2 separate regions of the Gossypium hirsutum genome follow, and region 1 is linked to region 2. Evidence: chromatin contacts called from public Hi-C data. All regions are on one chromosome and are shown on one strand. Each heading gives the region's core, a stretch centred on a gene start, on an enhancer-like site or on the middle of the called end of the contact. The rest is flanking DNA. Distances are from core to core; before and after follow the strand shown.

Region 1 (3,712 bases), core at 138-2,637, 450 kb after region 2:
ACAAGGTCCCATTTACTACTAAGTCATTTCATTGGTTTCTCAATACCACGTCAAAGAATATTTTTCAACCAAATCTGGAGTTACTTATCACAACCAAAACCATTAGAATGAAATAACTAACATTAAGTGATAAAATCAACAAGCAAAACGCAAAAATAGGCACTCATACATTCAGCCAAGCCCATACACTCACGGAAACACACGGTTAGACACACACCTTCACCCATACGCTCATGCAGCACTTCACTCCTCCGATGGACTCCAACGATTCAGATCTGCTCTGATCCCATCAGGATTCGATCTTTCAAATGGTATACACATAAATAACAACACATTACAATCGACATAAATGAGATTCAGAAATCGAAGAAACCCGATTAACCAATAAGTGAAATAAATCGTACACACGATTTATTTACTCGAAAACCAAATCTTACCCATGGATTGGAAGGTTTACACTTACCAATCTACCGTTAGGATCATAACCGTGTAAAATAGAATAAAGAGGCATGTGCACAAAACTATTGGTGCAAACGAACCGAACGATTAATGATTATTCGGGGAAAAAAAAAGAATCGACAACCCAAGAGGGGTGCAAGAAACGGCAGCTAAGAAGAAGAGAAAGGAAGAAGAAGAAGAGAAAAGAGAAGAGAAGGGGGAAGAGAGGAGAAAACGGCCAAAGGAAAAAGTGAAGAGAGGAAAACAAGTTTAGGGGCGGCAGCAGAAACAAAAAAATGAGAAGAGGGGGCTGGCCAAGCAAAATTACACTTAAAAACCTGGGGTCTTAGCACACTAGGGTTTTTTACACTAAAAAATGCGAAGGTATCGGGTCTTGTTAGAAAGGTATCGATACTTATCGTTATAGTTTTTGACATTTTGACAGGCCAAGCCCAAACAGAAGCCTAATTGCACACTCAAATAGAAAAATTATAGATTCAACTTGAAAATTTTAATTCACATTTCGGGGCATGACAGTTGAAATAATGGTTAAGTTTTGACCCAATATAAGAATAATTGTCAAGTTTAGAACTTAACTTGGATAAAAAAAAAATTTAGATCCTAATATGGAAAAAGTTGTCAAATCCATCTCAATGTGGGAACAAATAATAAATTTAGGACTTAACTTGGATTAAAAAGAAGTCTAAACTCCAATATAAAAAAAAGTTATTACTTTCCGCCGGAAATGGAGATGGAGTAGGTAGTTTCTTGTCAAAAAGCCACTATGTTGTCTCAAATTTTAATAATCAAAAGCATGAAAAAGAAGATGATAAAAAGAAGCAATGAAAAAAAGGTACTTTCAAAACACTAATCTTTGAGTGGACATTGATGATGGAAGCATCAAGAACGAGGACTTGGCTACTCCTCCAATCGAATATAGAAGGCCTGTGGGGTTGACATCAAGACGAAATCTTGCCCAACAAAAAGCAAGAGATTTAAATGATCACAAGTAGAAAGTGGGAATGATTGACAGTTCTTATTTTTAGCATTATATCATTCCCATGAACAAGCCATAAAAACAAGCATCCACAAAACTTTCTTTTGCTTTTTTTTATTTGTTTAATGCTTGTTTCGTTCTTGCTTTTTTTCAGTTTAACTCTACAGGAGATTAGTGTGTGTGAAGGAGCTGCATATATTAGAAAATGAAAGATTGGGCTGCTCCCTTCGTAGCTGCAGCACTGTTTGCATTTATATCACCAGGGGTAATCCTGCAAATCCCAGGGAAGAATCAACCCATCGGTTTTATGAACATGAAAACAAGTGTGGCTGCCATTTTTGTGCATGCTGTTCTCTATGCTTTGTTCCTCATCCTGTTCCTTGTTGTTCTTCATATCCACCTCTATGTCTAACAACAAAGGCACTCTCTCTATCTAACAAGATTAGATTTTCATTTTGTATTATCATGTTTTCTGCTCCCATGAAGAAGAATTTGCTACTGTTATTTAGCTTTTGTTGTTTTTTCACATTGCTTCTATGTTATTCAGACTTGGTTATGATCATTGCAGCTATTTTCTACTAACGGTAAATCTTTGATTCTGATCTTGCTTTGAACGATAAAGATAAATTGCATTTTGAACAGACAAACAGCCATATTATATATATTTTTTGCTCTGCAATCATTAATATAGTTCATTTTGTCTCTAGCTGCATCAATGCCTAATTTCAGATTCTGGCATGAAAAGTTGACATTCTCCATATAATTTTATTACCACCTGAATGCCAAATTTGGAGCTGGTAAATGGAACTACTGCTGATACAAGTACATATCACCGTTTTGTTGGTTTCCACCATAAATTAATCATAACTAGTAAGCATATGCAAATCTGATAGAGTCAAATATGAGCTCAAGGGTAAATGATTAAGTCAACCTTCAGAATTGTTTGCTCATTTTTAAGGAATCTTCAGGAAAACGACTGTTTCCAGAACAATAATGAAAAAGTAAGCTATATAAAGAAATGATAATAATGCCCTTCCCCACCTCTCAGCCATTAGCAGATGATTCTTGAGTAAGCATGAATAAGACAAAAGTAGATTCAGAAACCAGAATAAAACATTTTATTTATCAAACTCTTTCGCAAGATTAATGTGAAGAACAAAATCAGAAGACAAACAAAAATATCAATGTAGTAACTTTGGTTTAAAAAAGACACATGCAAACAGAAACAGAAAATACATACAAAACCACAAATTTAGAGATTCTAACAGAGTTGGGTAGTTGGTTTTGGTCAGCTATGAGCCAACATACATATGCACACCAATAGCTATGAGGAAGATACAGATGAGTCCAAAATAAATAATGGAATGCACCAGGATGGATACTCCACTAGTCTGAAAGTTTCCAAACTCTACATATCGGGATCTCCCTGGAACCTGAATCAGCAGCCCTGGTGTTAGAAGTATGAAAAGTACCACCGCGATGAAAACCGGCCCCCAATCCGACATCTTTCCTCTCTCAGCAACACTAGAACCCTTTAATATAGATCACTTGGTGTTGGTAATCAGACATGTAATGTATATAAAGAGTGGAGATGGAAATGAGAAAACAAAAGAAAACAAAGCAAAAGATGATTATAAAGTGTTATTTTGCTTTTCGAAGAAGAGACAGTGGGTTTGATGACTAGGAAAAGCCAAGGTTAGCGAATCAAGCTATTCGGATTCACAATTCTTTTTCTCTACTGACGAGTACCACATTCACTTTTGGCTGTTCTTTACAAGAAGCTCTTGAAATAAATTAGTTTAGTTGATTAATGACAGTAGGATTGGGTCTGAAATCAGGATTTAAAACCATACAAATGAGAATCTTCAAAGTCTGTAACGCCTTTGGATTGCTTATAGGATAGTATTGTGGGGAAAACTTTTATGCACAAATAGATAACCCCCATCATCACGCCAGAATGAGGATAAAGTGTACAACGGTACATGGTAGCCTTGAGCCTTGTTGAGATTTCAGGATTACTTTTATCAAATATTAGTATTAAGGATGCTTTGGTTAAAGTGGCTCTTGTTAAGCCAAGGATTTTGTTATAATTTGTCATTTTATTTGGACTGTATTGGCAAAAGGATGTCTTATTTTGGTGCCAGGCAAAATGGAATAATGGACCGAACAAGTTATTTAACCAAATAAAGCAAAATGGAATAAAGCAAAGCAGAATATAGTGCAGAATTGCAAATCAAGTAATGTATAGAGAAGGAGCACCTACCATCACCCTTTATA
Region 2 (3,729 bases), core at 245-2,744:
TTTTATTGACATCCCATTATTTTTCTCCCATACGACACCTTTTTATTTTAACACACATCAATGAGTTTTGTTCTTTTTTCCCTATTAAGTTTTATTGTCCTTTCCACAATGAAGATTGAAGAATATTTTGTATTTGTAACTTTATTGAGAAACTTGTTTCTCTCTTCTTTTTTTCAATAAAAAAATTTTAATTCTTTGAATTGAGTCCTAACATTTTCTAATCAGTTTTACTATGTTTGGAAAAAAAAAATCTCTTAGTTAACAATGAATTATGAGAACTCGTTACTTTCTTCAATTTTGATAATTGCAGGTACATTCCTACAAATTCAAATGAATTATAGGTTCGTATTAATTTAAAGTAGTTCGTTCTATTTCTCATATATATATATAACCCAGATTTAACTTTTTTTTTACCTAACATGATCCATGTTGGCATGTGTCTAAAAAATTATTCACATAATAGTTAAGTTAAATGGTTTTAGTAACAAAGATTTTATTGATATAATATCGAAAATCAATGATAAAATTAAAATAATTTTAAAATTTAAAAATCAATTTAAAATTAAGATAATAGTTTAGAGACGTATAGTATAGTGTAATTAACTCTAAATAATAAACAGAGTTAGTTGTAGAATTTTTTTATATTTGTTAATTAATATGATAAAAAAATATTAATTGATTAATTCTCTAGGAATTATTAGAGATATGGATTCAGCAATTGTTGTCGGAGATATTATATTATAACACGGGATTTATTTATTTTATTATTTAATAGAATCAAATCAAATCTTCTTCCGTGACTTTTTAGGGTCGGTGCCCCATTTTAGCAGTTAATTATAAGGTTTTCTCTTTTGTTTTCAAAATAAAATCATTTGAGAAATTAGTTTTAATATTATTATATAAATTATAAAATGATTATTTACTTCTTCTTTTTTGTGTTTATTGTTATTTTTTTGCTTTTTATATTTTTATGAACTTTGTAAACTTTTTTATTTTGTTGTAGTTGAATGGAGAATTAATATCAATAGTCTAATCACGTATTCTATTATTTTTATGCTACTATGTGCATTTATTTTGTACGAATAATTATAGGCTATTGGGAATTTCATGAAATAAAAATAATTATAAAGAAAATTAATGGGATCTAAAATAGCCCAAATTTATTCGTAATAATTGTTACAGAGTTTTTATCAAAACTTAAATGATACATATTCAAATTTTGTTATTTCTATTCTCCTTCATATGATTATATTATATTTATAAAATAAATCAGTATTTATTAATAATATAAAATATAACAATATAAATTAAAATAAAATTTTATATTTTGTATTTTATAGTGAGAGAAGGTAAATTAAAGATGTAAAATTTTAAGAAAATTTAAAAAGCAGCTGAATTTGGAATAGCTTTAAATTTTAAAATTCTTCATTATTTACTAAAACAAATAAATTTATCTTAAAATTTATAAAATATTGACAAAAATAAAAAAAAACTCTTTATATTTTTGTCTTTTTCAAAAACAAGAAAAAACACTGTTTTCAGGAAAGTTATCTAAAGGAGATAACAAGGCATTAACGGAAGCGCAAAGGAATAGACCTTTCGTTTGTGCCTGGCAGGTTTTTGTTTTCATTTTTGCTACCAGTTACCAATAAACACCAATTAAAAACCATCTTTTTATCCTATAAAAGCACAATCATCTAGGCTACCTTCAAAAATCTCTCCAACCCACTACCTTGATTCATTTCATCAGCAGCATTATATATATATATATAGGTAACGAACCTTTTTTGTTGTTTTGCAGCTTTGGATTTACCTTCTGGGTTGTGTTTGATTTTGCTGTTTCTTGATGTTTTCTGGGTGATCAGCAGTTGTGTATTGAGAATGGAGGATCTAGCAAAGAACGTGTTGATCACTTCAGATGGAGATGAAATTTCAGTGAACATTGCTTTGCATTTAGCCAAACGTGGTTGCAGGTTATAAGTTTCCTATTTTAGATGAGTTGATGTTTTGCATATACTTGGGGTTCTTTCATTTATGATCAAAATAGAACATTTTCCATTTCTTAATTTACTGTTGTTTCTTGATTCAATCCAATATCCAAGTGATTAGGTATAAGTTGGTGTTGATTGTTCATGAAATGGAGCAAAAGTTTTTTAACATATAGGAATATGATGTTGTGGGCATGTGATTAGGTTGGTATTAATGGGGAATGAGTGCTCTTTGAGGAGTGCCAAACAGAAAATAATGGATTCAATTATGAAAGTGGTGGTCCCAGAGCCAGTAGCGGTGGTTGGTTTGGACATGGAAGATGAAAGAGAAGGAGCTTTTAATGATGCAGTGGATAAAGCATGGAGAGCTTTTGGACACTTGGATGCTCTTGTCAATTGTCATGCTTACGAAGGTGGGTATCTATTTCTATCTGGATTTGCTATGAATATCATCTCTGCTGATATTTTTTCCAATTGATGTTGACGTGGCATATAAAATGTTCATATTTTGGGGCAGTTTGGAACTTCTGCCCTTAATATTATCCTCATTTTTCAGATGGGATGGGATTAGATATTAAGCCAAGACGCTTTGATTTTTCAACAATGAACCACCACGGTAAAATTATATTATACTTTAAATTTCATTTTAGCCTCTTTACCCAAAATTATGCAAAATGATCATTATACCTTAAATGAAGGAGCGAAATAGTTCATCTGTTAAATTGTGTCTATTAATTTTTATTTATGTCACGCATAATAATTTATGTTTAAGTTTTTAAATGTTTTATTTTTTTAAAAGAAATTGTTTTTTTTTTGCATTTCTAATTTTTCTAAAAGTAGAATATTTTATAAAAATTAAAAAAAAGCATGTACTCTTTTAAAATTTTAGAAATTTTTTATTTTTTATGTTTTAATTTTTAAATTTAGAATTTTTTATAATTTTGAAATTATGTTTTTTATTTATGCTTTTTAATTTTTTTATGGTTTTTTAGAATTTTGTTCTTGTACAATATAAGACAAAATAGAGTAAGTAAACAATAAAAGGTAGATAGTCAATTTGCTTAAAATAGAAGAGTAGTGCTAATTAAAATGAATAAATGTGTAAATATCACAATGAAATTTATTATTATGTTTTATATATAAAGTGTGAACATAAGTATTTAACGACGTAATTTTAATAGAGAGACTGTTTTGGTCATTCATTTAACATATAATGATTAATTTATTTTTTTTAGTAGGGGGTCAAAATGCAAATCAAAGTATAGTATAGGACTCGCTATGATACTTTTACAGAAAAAATAAATTGTATAAAAATTGGGTAACAACACTAGTAGTCACCCAATTATTAATAAATTTCTTTTTTGGTCACCAACTATGAAACATTTAGTAAATTTCTTTTTTAGTCACCAACTATGAAAAGTTACAAAAATGGTCACCCAACTATTCAATTTTATCTTTTTTGGTCACTAGTTGGCTAACAATGACAGCTTTTAAAATTAACATGATAGAAGATTTAACCATCGACATTTATACATTATATCAATTTAGTCTTGATTCTAAAAAAATTTAACCCTCAACATTAACACATTGTCTTATTTGGTCCTTTTTTTTTACAGTTTTGCTTTTCTGTGTGATCTTTCACCTAAAAAGTCAAAAATATTATTAGCTAAATTTGATTGAAAATATACAAAAAAATGAAAACACTAAAAAATTTGAAATAATAATTTTCATCTTTTCTTAT

Evidence for each region. A called contact is a pair of places that touch in the nucleus more often than the background predicts.
Region 1: a Hi-C map of leaf shows a contact between it and region 2, with 1.9 times the contacts expected there. The contact joins the promoter of LOC107957035 here to the promoter of LOC107957029 in region 2. A contact is called at or near these places in 3 of 34 Hi-C or Micro-C datasets (hypocotyl and leaf).

The regions. Positions count from the first base shown.
Region 1 is chrA05:84,113,785-84,117,496 of Gossypium_hirsutum_v2.1, forward strand. It overlaps LOC107957035, which reads left to right and starts at 1,388. Exons shown (of 1, transcript XM_016892464.2): 1 at 1,388-2,008. The coding sequence starts at 1,641. The coding sequence ends at 1,847. LOC107957033 reads right to left here and starts at 3,194. Exons shown (of 1, transcript XM_016892462.2): 1 at 2,531-3,194. The coding sequence starts at 2,940. The coding sequence ends at 2,728. It overlaps LOC107957036 (a long non-coding RNA gene), which reads right to left and starts at 823. Exons shown (of 2, transcript XR_005926755.1): 1 at 1-823.
Region 2 is chrA05:83,663,319-83,667,047 of Gossypium_hirsutum_v2.1, forward strand. LOC107957029 (2-dehydro-3-deoxy-D-gluconate 5-dehydrogenase) reads left to right here and starts at 1,495. Exons shown (of 6, transcript XM_041112544.1): 1 at 1,495-1,616; 2 at 1,802-1,973; 3 at 2,193-2,401; 4 at 2,545-2,604. The coding sequence starts at 1,882.